2 separate regions of the Pan troglodytes genome follow, and region 2 is linked to region 1. Evidence: chromatin contacts called from public HiChIP or PLAC-seq data. All regions are on one chromosome and are shown on one strand. Each heading gives the region's core, a stretch centred on a gene start, on an enhancer-like site or on the middle of the called end of the contact. The rest is flanking DNA. Distances are from core to core; before and after follow the strand shown.

Region 1 (7,920 bases), core at 1,431-3,930:
GTGGTTCTTTTCCCTCAGCGCACCCTTCCTTTCTTTTGGTGAAATCACAGACTAGATAAGAAATGGGAGGGCCAGAGAACTCTTAACTTTAAAGATGCAGTGTAGATTCCATGGAGCTGTGTCTCAAGAATCTTCCCCATTCATTGACTTTGTTTTAAAGCCATAACTGCCGAGATCACACTTAAGACAATAGCCCAATGAACAAAGTGAAAGGATTCAACAATTATCTGTGAAATGTGATCACACATTTTCTGTAGACTTTCTAACTTTATAGTCAATTCCTAATCACTCTTACATTAGGTTTCCAAAAGAAAAGTCTTCTGTCTTTAGATTGTAATTTAATTTTAATTCCGGTGACAACAGAGTGCGCAGAAAGAAGTCACTTCCTCTGTGCACGTATACTTAAAAAAAATCTCCTCTATTATCTGAAAAGGGAGATCTAACATAAGAATTCTGTGGGATTAAGCTCACATATGGTTGGCCGACTTGGTGTTGGATGTGATTACGGCCACACAACTAAACCTTAAATCCACATACTGTTCCTATTTAACTGACATATATGAACTAATTTATAGAAAACGTGCAGCTAATTATTTCTTCCACCTCCTCCATCCCTCAAGAATGCACCAGCAATAATACGTGTTACTGAAAAAGCCAAACACCCCCACTGAATATTTGCAATCCTAAACGTTTGCCAATTTATCTAAAGCAGATATTGTTATTTTAGTTCTCTGAATCTATGCCTGCTAATAAGTATAATGGGGGGCAGGGGGAGGAGTAATTTAACCAGATAAATTTCACCTCTATAGACCTCAATTTTCTCACCAAAAATAAAACGACTAGCCCAGAGACTATGCAAATTCCCTCAGTAACAATAACCTACATGTGACCACTGATTATCAAGAGCACAATTTATGTGCAAAAGAAGACCAGAATTCTTAAAAGAGCCATGTCATTAAATCGTAGAGTTGAAAAGGCCTAAAAGACAGTTATGATTCGATATGACCGCTGTGTTTTCTGACTGCAGAAAACGTCTTTGACAGCACCGCGGGCAGCCGAACCACCAAATCGAATTAGAATCCGCAAAGGGACCCATGAACTTCTCCCGAGGGGGTAGGGTGCAAAAGGCGCGCGTATCTGGGGAAGAGTTAGGCGGGGAGAGGGGGAAGAGCCGGGAGCCTGAGAGCACAGCCTTGCATTTCTGGGATTTCCGAGCTTCCAGTGTCTCAGTAAGTCTTTCGTCTGTAACTACAAAATCTCCCGAGCCACCACCTGCAGCTGCACAGCTGTGGGAAAGGGAAGAAGAAAAAGGGAAGAGGAGGTGATAGACAGGGAAAGACATCGCCCGAGGCGCCCCCAAAGCCAGTAAGGCGAGTGGACTGTGAACATCGACGACGAAAAGGGGAAAGGGAAAACAGGAGGACTCCGCCTTTCCCACCCAGCTCCGCTCCTTTCAAAAAAAAGGAAAGGCCGCCGCCGCCCCTTCCTCCGCCTTTCACTTGGGGATGCGGAGCGGCCACTGAACCGCACCCTCGGAGTCCCGCTCCCCTCCGGCCCGGCCCCGGGGCGCGGACCGAGTCTTGCAACCCAGTAGGCGCGGCGCCTTGGCCCACACACTCGGGGCAAAGGTATCTCCTCCCTCCTACTCTCCTCCCTCCCGCCGTGGGGCACTCGATTCTTCACGCACCCGCCCGCCCTTCCTCTTCCTCGCGTCCCAGCCTCCTCAGCCCGCCGCCCCCGGCCTTTCAGCCGCAGAACATTTCAGTCCTTCCACCCACACCACAAGGGAGCCTCCAGAAAACTTTGTGTGTGTTATCTGGGGCTTTGTCCACATCCTGGGCAGGGCCCGCTCAGCCGGGTGGATGCCCGAGGGTGTCCGGGATCTCACAATGCGCTGGGGAGGCCACCACGGAAATCCCACCCCTCTGACCTGCTTCTACAGCTGTGCCACACGCAGCACTTCAGCTCGCAATTCCCATGCCCTGAGCGCCCCCTCGGCGCGGGGGAGACTGGAGGAAAGCCCCGAACCCGGCGCCCTTCTGGCTGTCACGAGGGAAGAGGTGCGCGGGCAGAGGGAGGCGGCTGAGACACGCCGCGCCTCAAAGAATTATTTTAAAGGGAACAGGAGAGGGGTCCTTTTTCTTTCGCATCCCCAGAAGAGGGACGCGACGAGGCGATCCACTGTTGCATCACGTAACTGAGCCCCTGGGCTCCTAACCCCGACCCCAGACGCGCGCCCAAATTCGTGCACACACCCACAGCCGTCGCCGCCGCCGCAGGGCCGAGCACCCGCCCGGCTCCCCTGTGGTCCTCACCGCACCCGCCCCAGAGCAGAGACCACCCGGCGCCCGAGGAGCAGCAGGCGAGGCCCCAGCACTCACAGACGGTCTCCCCACGGCCACGGCCATCGCAGCTGCGGCACCGGCTCCGGCTGCGCCCGGGTGCTTTCCGCCGACTCCGGCTGCTGCTAGTGCTCGGGCTCCGGCTCGCCTCCCTCGCGCCTCCCTCGCGGCTGCGCTCTGCTCGCCGGCGTCCCGCTGGCAGCCAGCGGCATCTGCTCCCCCCACGCCGCCGCCCCTCCCGCTTTATTAGAGCAACATGGCCACCCGCCTGGAAGGGACCATTCGCTTCCCCAGGAAGGGGTGTGAGCCTGCGCGCCCGGCCGCGGTGGTGGGCGGGAGGATGGTGGGCGGGCTCCGAGCCCAGCTCCACTGGCCCCGGCCGCAGGGCTCGCCCCTCCGTCCCCAAACGACCGTCTCCGCTGCCATGAGATGCCGACAGCCTGTGCGCTGGCCGCCACCCCCTGCTCCATCAGGTGCTGGAATCTGAGTAAAAGCCTGGGCGCGAGCTCTCAGCCCCGGGGCCTGCCACCGGCTCCACGAAGCGGGCAGCTCCAGCGGCCGCCGGGAGAAGGAAGGGCGACCGGGGGAGACGGGTCGCAGGGACAGCACGTGGCGGAAAGTTAGCCCCGGACTAGCACGCCCCACCCGGAGAAGCCGGCCTGGAAGGGGCTGCGGACCACCAGGCGGAGCGGTGGGCGACCGAAGTGCGGCTGGGCTGGCCTCCTCGTCTCCGCACTGGAAGAATTGCCCTTCCGCAAGTCTTCCCTTCCCACATGGGGGCCCTCCAGGCCGCACCTCGGTCGCCCACCGCTTCCCTTGAGAAGGGAGACTAAAGACAGGCATCTGGAAGCTGTCACTGTGGCGCGCGGGCAGACAGGGGATCCCATTGGAGAGGAAGAGCCGTAGTAGTCGCTGCTGCCTTCGGCCGACCCAACGGCCGCCTGCTTGGGAGGAAGAAAAAGAACGCCCCCGCTGAAGAATTAAGGCAGCCATTGGTTGCTCTAGGGGTAAGGACCGAGGCCTCCCCTGGGTGTCACTGGAGCAGCCACACATGGGGGATCAGCCGACTTCATTCGATCGCTGGCGACAGACCCGGCGACCCGTAGGAATGCGCGCTGGGGCTGCGGCTGGAGGGCGTGGCGACGGCAACAGGCGGGTGGCTCGAGTGGGTGCGACTCTGGGCGCGTGGGACTGAGAACTCCTCCGCCGTGGGGAAGATTTTTTTCCCAGCAGATGTTGGGGTGTTACTGCGTGTCTGAGGGGCCGGCGGAATGGAGGGGTCCCGGTTCGTGCGGGGCAGCGAGGTGTGTCAGATGAGCTGTGGATCCCTGCGGCCCCACGTGGGCCGGAGAGGGGGGCCCACGACAACAAGCGATTGAGGACAGCGATGGACAGGGCGGGGAACCAGCTGGGTGGAAGCACAGGGAAAGTGTGGTGAGGAGGGAAGGGCTGTGATCTGCCCTCGGTACGACGCCCCAAGGGACAGCCTGGCCTCCTGAATTAGGGAAAAGACAACCCGTCTCTTTAGACTGGGGCGCCTCAGAGTCTGACCTGAGTCTTCAAACGCCCAGATCCCCTGGGGCCTTGAGTCTCCCTTTCCCGCTGGCCCTGCCTCGCCTGCGCTTCAAGACTCCGACGCCCCCGCAGCCTTGGGCTAAGGGTCAGTCGTCCCCGGGCGCGGGTCCGGCTGCCCTGGAACTGATGCTGGATTTCGCTGGTAGGTGGGCGAGGGGCTTGGTCACCCGGTCTGAATTCCACTGTCAGGACAGCTGTGGAACCGCCAGAGAAAAGTCTGGCCATGAAAGAAAGGTGAGGGGCGCCGACGCAGAGCTTATTTATTCAGTCTGTGGGCGGACTCAGACGTGCAGAGCACCAGCCTCTTCAATTTCTGCCCTCTAGACTCCAAATCTTTTGAAATTAGGGACCACCATTTTATGCCAAACATACAGTAGGCGCTCAATAAGTGTTGAATTAAGATTACACATAAATGGGCCGGGCGCGGTGGCTCACGCCTGTAATCCCAGCACCTTGGGAGGCTGAGGTGGGCCAACATGGTGAAACCTTGGCTGTAAAAAAATGCAAAAATTAGCCAGTCATGGTGGCGCTTGCCTGTAGTCCCAGCTACTATAGAGGCTGAGGTGGGAGAGTCGCTTGAACTCTGGAGGCGGAGGTTGCAGTGAGCCGAGATCGCGCCACTACACTCCAGTCTGGGTGACACAGTGAGACCCTGTCTCAAAAAATATATAATAATAAGATTACACACAGATGGGTGCTGTGCAAAGGGAGGGGGAAGACAAATACTTTCTTCTGCAGCTCTGGTACATGGACATTTTGTCCTTTCTCCATAAGGAGGATCAGACAGCAGCAGCACTGCCCATGGGCCAGAGGCCTCATGTAAGGCCTGGGAAAAGAGGGCTCCACACACCACCAACCGGATGTAAGGGCAGTTGCAAAGGAACTGTGTTATCTTGACCAGAACAGACTGTAGAATTTGTTTATCAAATTTTTTTTTTTTACTTATTTATTTTGTGAATGTATATGCTGTAAACTCATCTGCTTAGATTATAAGAATGTGAATGCCCTACCTTGGTGGGTAGGTTAGTTTATTCTAATCAGCAAAACTTAACGTTACATATTCCAACATCTCATTTGGGATGTGAGGATGCTATGGGGAGGATGGGTATCCTGGCATTGCTAGGATGTTGGAGCCTTAGCGAGAGAGTGGCAGAGTGGGGAGAACCTGGCACTTCAGCTACAGATGATCACTTATGAGCTTTGTTATATCAAATAAGTTAAACTTTCATCTCATTTCTTTTTTCTATTGTAAAATAGGGTAGTAACAGTGAGTCCTGGGGGAGGACGTGTTCTGTTAGCCAGATCCACTCTCCAACCTGCTGTCTGTCCCTTGGAGCCTTAACTCAAGAGACGTTCTTTCCCTCTAGCTTCCAGTTGAGTGAAGGCACTAGGAAGCAACAGCGATGGAACAAAGAGGAAGGAGTATGCTTATTTATTCCCCCCTGGCTCCCTTGCTGTGGCACCATTGCAAGCTGGCTGCCTCCCTCAACCAAAGGAAGCAGCCAGTATCCCTCCCTAGGGTGACCCAGAGTAAACCCCTATGGTTTCCCTTCATTTTGCACATACCTTTGCAAATAGTCTTTTTATAAAACTCTACTCACATTATCCAGTAGGAAGGTAACATCTCATTCCTTCACAGAATTGTTTTGAGAGTTAACTGAGAAAATACTGTATTATTATTATTAGAATGACCTATAATTTCTGTCCAAACTGAGAAGCTTTTGAGGCTGGGAAAAGGGGGTTTGTGCTGATAGTAATGATGTCAGGACAATAGGAAAAACAAGGACTTATGGCCACCCCAGCTATTATTGCCAGTAAACTCTGCTTTAGACATATTAAGCAATCAAGAGGTGGTCGTACTATCACGCTTCTGTCACTAGACTATGAATGTCTCAAGGTAAGAGTGCTTTTTTGTCTATTAGCTTCTGTCACATGGTCTGGTATATTCAATAAATTTTGAGTTGGAGATGAGGGTAAAGACTAGGAAATGAATAATTTTTATTGCCATACTAAGGTAATGAAGAGTCAAGGAGGTCTTTAAGCAAAGAAAATTTGCATTTTAGAAAACAGCTATAGTGAATATTTGACATTGTTAGTAATTTAGGGTCTATTCCCTTTTTAATTGAACCCCAATTTATTTGGAGAGCTTTTCCAATGAATGTTTCAACTTGGTAAAAAGTAAATGCCTCTTAAAAAAGAGGTTCTGGGCCAGGCGTACTGGTTCATGCCTTGTAATCCCAGCACTTTGGGAGGCCAAGGCGGGCAGATCACCTGAGGTCAAGAGTTCGAGACCAGCCTGGCCAACATGGCGAAACCCCACCTCTACTAAAAATACAAAAATTAGTGGGATGTGCTGGTGCATGCCTGTAATCCCAACTACTCGGGAGGCTGAGGCAGGAGAATAGCTTGAACTCACAAGGTGGAGGTTGCAGTGAGCTGAGATCGCACCAGTACACTTCAGCCTGGCTGACACAGCCAGACTCCATCTCAAAACAAAACCAAAAAAAGAGGTTCCTCGCTGGCTGTGGTAGCATGGTGTAGTCCCAGCTACTCAAGAGGCTGAGGCAGGAAGATCACTTAAAGCCAGGAGTTTAAGGCTGTAGTGCGTTATGATTGAGCCTGTGAACAGCCACCGTACTCCAACCTGGGCAACATAGCAAGATCTCATGTCCAAAAAAATTAATTTAATTTATTTTCAATAAGAGGCTCCTGAAGAGACGTTCCATCACACCCTTCCTTTCATCACCACAGTACATACATTCTTAAGAAAGTATGTGATCTAAGCTTGGCCAATTAGATGCTGTTACATTTGAATCTTGAATCAAGAGACACAAAGACAATACAAATTGTTACAGTTTATGCAGGCCATAAATTATTTTTTACTTTTTGGCAAATTGTTACAATTTATGGGGTCTACAATTTATTTTTTTATTTTCTGGCTTAAGTTATCTAGGATTTGTTTCTGTGGTTTACAATCAAAGAACCCAAAGACCAGATCACTCTTGACTACCATAAAAATGATTAATTATAAAGGGATACAAGAAAAACAGGAGGCTGGGCACGGTGTCTCACGGCTGTAATCCCAGCACTTTGGGAGGCCAAGGTGGGTGGATCACTTGAGGTCAGAAGTTCGAGACCAGCCTGGCCAACATGGTGAAACCCCATCTCTACTAAAAATACAAAAGTTAGCCGGGCATGGTGGTGGGCGCCTGTAATCCCAGCTACTTGGGAGGCTGAAGCTCGAGAATCACTTGAACCGGGGAGGCAGAGGTTACAGTGAGCCGAGATCGCACTGCTGCACTCCAGCCTGGGCGATAGAGCAAGACTGAGTCACAGAACAACAACAACAACAACAAAAGCACACACACAAAACAGGTGATAAGTTAGCTATTGCCACTTTAATTTTGGATGGTTTAACTGACAGTCCTGAACTGACTGATCCTGAACTCCTTCTGCAACACAATATGTAAAAATGTTCATTAAAACATTGTAAAATGCATCTACATTTGAGAGGAAAAAGTAAAACTCTCTATTCACAGATAACACAAATATACAGAAAATCCTAAGGAATCCACTAAAAAATCATTAGAAGTAATAAATGAACTCAGCAAGTTTACAAGATACAGAATCCACTGAGATTCTGATAAACATGGACGGGCAAAAACATTGAAACCGTCATTTATAAACTCACATAGGCTCCAGTGATTATCTCTTCTTTTCTTTGTTAAAAAAAATGCATTTAAAAATCATTCTAGAAAATTGTTAGGCAATGTTAAATTTACCAATAACTCTGACTCTTCTTTGCCCCTACCACTTTTTATTATCTTTGAAAATCAAGACAATATTTGCCCTTCTTCAATCTTTTATCATTTCTTATTTTTCTCTGGCTTCTGGAAAGTGAGTAATTACCTTTACGATCACTTATGAAATCTCTTGCATGGATAATTCATTTAGGCCTAGAAACTCATTTAAAGCAATCGATTGCTTGCTTACCATGCTGGAT
Region 2 (7,920 bases), core at 2,550-5,049, 520 kb after region 1:
GGTGGGGTTTCACCATGTTGGCCAGGCTGGTCTGGAGCTCCTGACCTCAAGTGATCCACCTGCCTTAGCCTCCCAAAGTGCTGGGATTACAGGCGTGAGCCACTGTGCCCAGCCTGTTATTCTTCTTTTAAATTTTTATTTTTAAAAGAAAATAGAGACAGAGTCTCTCTATGTTGCCTGAGCTGGTCTCAAACTCCTAGCCTCAAGCAATCCTCCCGCTTCAGCCTCCCAAAGTGTTGGGATTACAGATGTGAGCCACTAGGCCCGGCCAAGATTGTTGATCTTTAGCATTCTATTAAATATTTTGTCATCATATCGACAAGAAAAAAACTTTGATTTTTATGACTTCCACACACAAAAAGCACACTTAAAATGAATCAATTGGCCGGGCGCAGTGGCTCATGCCTGTAATCCCAGCACTTTGGGAGGCTGAGGCGGGCGGATCACGAGGTCAGGAGATTGAGACCATCCTGGCTAATATGGTGAAAATCTGTCTCTAATAAAAGTAAAAAAAAAAAAAAAAAAAAAAAAAATAGCCGGGCATGGTGGCGGGCGCCTGTAGTCCCAGCTACTCGGGAAACTGAGGCAGGAGAATGGCATGAACCCGGGAGGCAGGGCTTGCAGTGAGCCAAGATCGCGCCACTGCACTCCAGCCTGGGCAACAGAGAGAGACTCAGTCTCAAAAAAAAAAAATTGTATTGGAAATGAAGTATAACTCAAAAAAGTTGATTTTTAAAACCTCAATCAGCTCCAAATAATACAAACATTTCTACTCTTTAAATTAAGATGTCATATGAAAAGTTTCCTTTTAAAACTAATTCAAAAGTAGTCCCAAATTAGAAATTACTTACCCTGCCAAGATGTGTTCCCAGAAATACAATCACAATTCCTCCTGGAAATGCTCTGAGAGCCACATGGCTGGCTGCTCCCTGTCTCCTTCAAGGTTCTGCTCACACCTGGAGGGGCTCTTCTCTGCTCTATTTCCATACTGCAACAGCGAAACAGTAAAAGAACTAACATAACTAATTCCATTTTTTATTTAAGGGGATACCCATTCCTGCACATCGGTTAGGATAATTTTAGAGCACTAAGATACAATGCAAAAACTGCAATCATGTAGTCTTGGAAACTAACCCTAGGATTAAAGAAGAAGTATATAAACAACTATGTTTTGTTAAAGATTTACAGGAACAAGGGGGTTTGGCTATTGTTACATGAGAGAACGTTACCCAAGGACAAAGAAGTTTCACAGACTTCCCCTGGACCCTTGTTGGTGCCCAGATGTCTGCGGTTCCCTGTCACTTAAACATAAAAGACAAGGCAAAGCTCGCATAATTCTAAGATGGTTCTTTAGGACATTGGTCTGCTTCTTCTTGGTTTCCTGGCTCCCCAAAATAAAGTCGCTTTCCTTCCTCCACCTCCTTGTCTCTTGACTTATTGACGTGATGTGGCAAGAAGAACAAGTTTGGACTCAGTCACAATCCATCCCACACTTCCTCTTCTCCTTCCCTGCTTCCTTTGTCCCCATGGCATTTACCACCTTCTAGTACATTAATTCTGTCATGGTGATTATTTATGATCTGTCCCCCACCACTGAAACGTAAGTTCCATGAGGGCAGGGTTTGGGTCCGTTTTGTTCACTGATGTTCCTGATACACAGTTGGTGCTCAATAAATATTTGTTTATTGAACTCAAGCTTTCTAATTAGATATATTTCTCTCCTTGTGTCGCTGGTGGAGAGAAGAATGTCAGAACATTAACTACATGGTCTTTTAATATTTTATGCTCTATGTACTTGCATACTAATACTATGTATTAGAGATGACTTGCCACTTATCCCCTCCACCACAATATATATTGATGACTTCTATATGTCCAGCTCTGTACTGGGCACTGGGGAAAAGTAGTTGCCCAATAAAATGTACAACAGAAAGTTTTAAACCATAGTCAGGAAAGGAAAATATCTATCCCCCTAATCCAGGCTGCTCTGTAACTCTGCTTTAACACTGTATTTAGTTTTGAAGATCTTTGGCCAAAGAAAATTTCAAGGTCTAAATCATAAAGGAAACACAATGGTTAAAGTAATTTCATATAATCTATACCATATGCTAAATTAAAATGTGTTTTTTTTCCTAAGTACCACCTGTTTACAAAGCTCGTTGTGTTGGCTGAACCAAGATTTTTTTTGAACTTAGCAAATTGTGAATTAAATTTTAAGTGACCCTGTATATGCATCATGTATATTATATCTGAAGTACTTTTCTGACACAATTTTAACAAAAGTTTTTGTATTAAGATAAAGTTCTATGCTTTGATTTTATAGAATCATAGGGCTTTTTCTTGTTTTTTTTCTTCAGTTAGAAAAGCCCCTTCTGATATTTCTACATCTCACATTTTGCAGATGAAAATACTAACACTTTGAAAGTTCAAATGGCTTGCCCAAGCTAGTGCCAAAGCTCAGATCAGGCCTGGGTTCCATGTTCCTGAGTCTTAACTGCATCCTCACAAACCCCAGCCACCATTTGGATTGACATTAGGAGGGACACAGGTTCCTTGAGGGCAGAAACTGGAGCTTCTTTGCATCTCCCCAGTACCCAGCACAGGGTCTAGTGCAGAGTAAGAACCAGTGAAGGGAGACACAACAACCTTGGACCTATGCATGGACTCTTACTAAAGAGCTCTTGGTGACTTGGGCCCTAAATGACCACAACGCCCCAACCTCTGCTTGTTCATTCACTCTGCTCAGTCCTCACTAGCCTCTGGGTTTTTTCAAACACACCAACCAAATGCCTGAAAAGCTCTGTCCCACAATAACCACACAGATCCCTTCCCCCAGCCCTACAAGTCTCTTTTGAATGTCACTTTATCAATGAGGACTTTTCAAGACCTCACTATGAAACAGCAACCCCACACTCCCTAAACTCCTACCTCTGTCTCCACAACACTTATCCCCATCTGGCATATTTGAACTTGTCTATTTGTGCATTGCTCATCTTCCTCTACAAGAATGTAAGCACTACTAGGGTAGGGACTGTATTTGTTCCCAGCTTTATTTTCACAACCTACACATAGCATGTTGTAGGTGCCCTATAAATATGGGTGGAATGAATGAATGAATGGAAAAGGACTTTGGATCCCTTTCTCGATCTTTTAATTCTTTATTTAAAAAGCTAAGAAGCTGTTTTTAATACAATATTTAAAAAATGTTGTAAAACCGCAGGACACTTCAAAATGTGATGACTTTTATAGTAAAATCAGGGGCACATAACTTTTCGTACATATATGTGGGTGTAGATAATTTCATGCTACACTAATTAACACACATCTTTTAATTAAAGATGTTGAAAAGAAAAAAAAACCTTTTTATGTGTGTCCAGGGTACAAGCACAAAATGAGACACCAATGGAAACCATGTATTAGGTATGGAAAATATTTTTATGTCATTGGAACACTCATGTTTTGATAGAAAAAAGAAAAAATTAGAAATTGCTTTTTGTCCAACCACAAAACCTAAATTATTTACCTTTCTATGTAATACTTATGGTTTCACTTCCTGTTAAAAATGCTCGATTCTATAGCTAATCCTAGATCTCTATAAGCCAATAAATGGATTAACTACAACGATATGATAAACAATCTTTAATGGCATTTAATCTATTTTTATTAAAATTTGTAGCTACATTATTTAATGTAAGACTTACTAATATTTCTAATCAACTTATACATAAAAAGTTATTTGCTGTAGATGTCTGCACAATGTGATTGCTAGTAGAATTAAATGCCTCAGGCTGCATCTATCAGACACTGGCCTTTCTGGACGCGTTCCATTTGATCGATAATTTGGGCAGCAAAAATCTGATAAATTCTATATTAGAGATAACGACAGAGGGTAACTGTAGCACAGCGGAGGGAACAAGTCTCCAGAGGCAGAAGGGTCAGCTATGCCGAGAACACGTTTGAACTTGAAAAACATTCGGGGACAGAGAAAACAGAGCTGCAAAATGTGAATTCTGTTAACTTGAAATGGTCAAATGGGAATGCCAGGAGTGGGAATGGGAGGTGGGGGTGAGGTGGGGCCGGGTGGGGGTGTCAGAGTAGGAGGCCCGGCGGGCAACTCCAGATTGGGCTTGACTCTTTGGCAGGTAAGAGATCAGACTGGTGCGGGTCAGTGAGTTATCTGGGAAGACCACGGTGGGGACAGCTACGAGAGTGGCCCGAGGCGCTCGGGTGGGGGCAAGAGTAGGGCCGGAGACCAGTTAGGAGGCTGTGGGAGAAGCGGCAGAGGGCGCCGGGTGCAGGTCCGAACCCAGGGTAGTTTCTGGGGCAGGGCTCCAGGATTTGACTCCGGGCTGGGTACACCCCCACTCCTTAGGGCGCCCGGGCGGTGGTGGGGACTTCGACGCTCGGATGCCCCGGCGACGGCGTCCGGCGGGCGGAGTCGCAGGCGCGGGAGGGGTCCCCGCCGGGCAGCTGCCGAGCACCCCCCTCCTCCCCTCCCCCCACTACGAAGCCTCGCAGAGCGTCCTAACCGTCACCCACGCGGCTCGCGCGGACTGGGCAGCGCCCCGAGCACCACAGCCGCGAGGAGTGACGGGCGCGGGCAGCTTCCGGCGCCGCAGCCGAGGAGGAGGAGCCGCCCCGCAGCCTCCGCGGGGCCTAGGGGCGGAGAGTGGGGAGCCGCCCCGTCCCAGCCGCCAGGTCGACGTAGGTGGGGCCGCTGCGCCCGCCGGCGCCCCGCGGAGATGTGGCCGGTGTCTTAGGATTAGGTGTTGGTTGCAGGTACAAGCGGGGCGCGGCCCGGGAGACGAGGATGGTGGGGTGTGAGTGGGGTTCTTCTGAGGACCCGGAGCGACTCGTGTTCATTTCTGGAATCTTCCAGTGCCTCGTGTTTGTTCTGCACATGGAAGATGCCCAATAAATTGTTTCTTTACTGGAATGAGCTGCTGTTGTTTTCGGGGATTGCAAGACCCCTGGGGACGGTGGCGCTGAAACCTGGACCTGCGCAAAGTGATTTGATTTGTGGGGAAGAGAATCACCGAGTAAGCTGCCCCAACGTGACTGCTGACTCTGTGTCTACCGCGCTGCCGCGAACAGGGGGAGGAGATGGGGAAGACTTGGTGGTAGAGAGGACAGCCTCGCATCCAAGACGGAATGGTGTTAAACGCCGGCGCAAGGGCCCTTTCAGCTTGAGCCCTGTCTTTAAACCACATGTGGGGGTCAGAGCTTTCCCTCATTATCAGCATCAATCAGCAGCACAATGAGTTCTGCAAAGTCTCCATCCTTTTCCACAGCACTCTGCTCCAGGCCCCACTCGGGCTGCTCCAGGTTTTGTTTGTGCCTCATGCTGAACTCCAACGTCAGGGGAAAGTAGAAGTGAGGTTGGCTGTTGCCCAGGTTTTTTGACTGGCAACCAGTTCTTGCTGCTTCTCTCAGCAGGACATTAAGGAGTTGTGGCCGGGTGGAGCCGGGGGGGGTGTGTGGGGAAAGGACCAGGGCTTCCACATATCCCAGAGACATGCTAGGTAGGACTGTTTGTGCGGAAGCTCATCAGGTAAGGGTGCAGGAGTGCTGAGAGAGATGTGGTCCTCCTATCTCTGTACTGCGCTCATTGCTTTTAATCTTAGTGCGGTTATCTTACTTGTGTTGTGGGTGAAATGGTTTCCATGCCATAGAGTTAATATTATACTCCCAAAACAAATTGAGGACAGCAATTTATTTGTATGTATGCAAAGCCCTTACTGTTGTTGTGCATTTACAATGAGGACTTAGTGTTATCTAGTATGCTATGAGTGAGCCACTTTAGACCTCCACCATTTATTAAACAGGGCCTCTTGTGATCCACCCGTCCCCCAGCTAGATGGCCCCAAATTATATGGTAGGCTGAGCAGTGGCCACTCAAATATGTCAGGTCCTAATCCCTGAAACCTGTAAATGTTACCTTATAAGGGAAAAGTGCCTTTGCATACGTGATTAAGTAGCTTGAAATGGAGAGATTATCGTGAATTATCTAGGTGGGTCCTAAATGCAAACGCAAAGGTCCTAAGAGAGAGAGAAGCAGATTTGATATAGGCCGAAGAGAAGGCAATATGACCACAGAGGCAGATATTGGAGTGATGTGGCCACAAGTCACCAAATGCCTGGCAACCAGCAGAGCTAGAAGAGGCAAGGAACTGATTCTCTTGCAGAGCCTCCAGAGGGAGGGAGGGAGCCCTGCCAACACCATGCTTTCTTCCCCATGAGACTGATTTTGGATTCCTGGCCTCCAGAATTATGAAAGAATAAGTTGCTATTGTTTTAAGCTACCGAGTTTTGATAATTTGTTATGGAAACTGTAGGGAACTAATACATATGAGCGTGCTCATAAATCACATAGCATGCTGTACTGATGAATAGTTTACAGGTCTTCAGCTGGGGCAATAGTGGGGTACAGTAGTGGAGATCACTGTATATTTATCTGAATCCTGTAAATCCTAAAGAAAGGATTTGAATAGGGAATTTGGTAAGAAAAGAAATTTAAGTGGTGCATATGAAGGAGGTAGTCTGGCATTTAAAGCAATTTTTTAAGAGTATTCCTATTCATATATCACTATTTGCTCTGGCTAAAAAGAATAAAGGTAAAAAGTGGCAAAGGCTTTGTCCTTACCTTAGCTGAATCATTATTGATTATCCATCGTGTGTATATCAAGTAAGAGTTGCAGACACCTGGGGATTGAGGTCCAGGCCTGGGGAAAAGAGGGAATGCAGAAGTGCTTCCATGTGTTAAAATATGGCTAAAAGCAACCGCTAGTCATCTGGAATTAAGACACTTTGGAGTTTTCAGGATACAGGAAAATTCAGTGTTCAAGTTTAACGATTCACTTCTGGGACCCAGGCAGCTGATTTACACTTCCCACTTTCCTTGATATGGTTTGGCTGTATCCCCACCCAAATCTCATCTTGGATTGTAGCTCCCATAATTCCCATGTGTTGTGGGAGGGACCCAGTGGAAGGTAATTGAATCATGGGGGCAGGTCTTTCCTGTGCTGTTCTCGTGATAGTGAATAAGCCTCACAAGATCTGATGGTTTTATAAAGGGGAGCTCCCCCTGCACAAGCTCTCTCTTGCCTGCCGCCACATAAGACTTCCCTTGCTCTTCCTCCATGATTGTGAGGCCTCCCCAGCCATGTGAAACTGTGAGTCCATTAAACCTCTTTTTTCTTTATAAATTACCCAGTCTTGGGAATGTCTTTATCAGCAGCATGAAAACAGACTAATACACTCCCCACATCTGCTTTTTTTTCAAACTGCTTTATAAGGTATAATTTACATACCATAAAATTCACCTGTTTTAAGTGGACAGTCCAGTGATTTTTAATAAACTTACTGAATTGTACAATCAGCACACAATTCAGTTTTAGAACATTTTTGTCATCCAAAAATGATCCCTTGTACCCTTCTGTAGTCAATCCCCATTCGCAACCCTAGCACCATCTACTTTTAATGACTGGCCTACTTCAGAGTTGGGTTTTAGTCCCTTTGTTGGACTGCTCCAATGGCTTTATAGCTAGCCCCAGCTTCTCCTAGTGTATTCTCTACTCAGTCGCTGGAGGATCATATGCCCTTGATTAAAATCCTCCAGTGCTTTGCGTTGCATTTAGAATAAGCCCCAAAGTCTTCAGTATGTGACCTTTTCAAGGCCCCATGAGCTTTACCTCCGCCAACCTCACTGACATCTTCTCAGGATAGCGTAGGAAAGGAAGTGATAAGCACAGTGTTCCTTTTGGCATGACACATAGTTGGCCTCCATTAGAAGCCCTCTCATCCCCACTTAGCTACCCTGCAGCCTCATTAGCCTTCTTCATTGGGAGTCAGTGAACACTGAGCTCTTCTCATTTTTGGGCCTTTGTGGTGGCATTTCTTTTAAGAAGTTACCCCTGGCCA

The links. HiChIP or PLAC-seq counts read pairs in DNA pulled down with a chosen protein or histone mark.
Region 2: an H3K4me3 HiChIP or PLAC-seq map of stem cell-derived excitatory neurons shows a contact between it and region 1, with 2.3 times the contacts expected there. The contact joins the promoter of CCDC158 here to the promoter of SEPTIN11 in region 1. A contact is called at or near these places in 1 of 7 Hi-C or Micro-C datasets (stem cell-derived neural progenitor cells) and 1 of 1 datasets of contacts at active chromatin or transcription factors (stem cell-derived excitatory neurons).

The regions. Positions count from the first base shown.
Region 1 is chr3:53,180,391-53,188,310 of NHGRI_mPanTro3-v2.0_pri, forward strand. SEPTIN11 (septin 11) reads right to left here and starts at 2,681. Exons shown (of 10, transcript XM_054682944.2): 1 at 2,382-2,681. The coding sequence starts at 2,408. LOC104006065 (a long non-coding RNA gene) reads left to right here and starts at 4,066. Exons shown (of 4, transcript XR_008547508.1): 1 at 4,066-4,151.
Region 2 is chr3:53,701,296-53,709,215 of NHGRI_mPanTro3-v2.0_pri, forward strand. It overlaps CCDC158 (coiled-coil domain containing 158), which reads left to right and starts at 3,800. Exons shown (of 24, transcript XM_054682968.2): 1 at 3,800-4,003. It overlaps SHROOM3 (shroom family member 3), which reads right to left and starts at 4,389. Exons shown (of 14, transcript XM_063809524.1): 1 at 3,702-4,389; 2 at 852-988.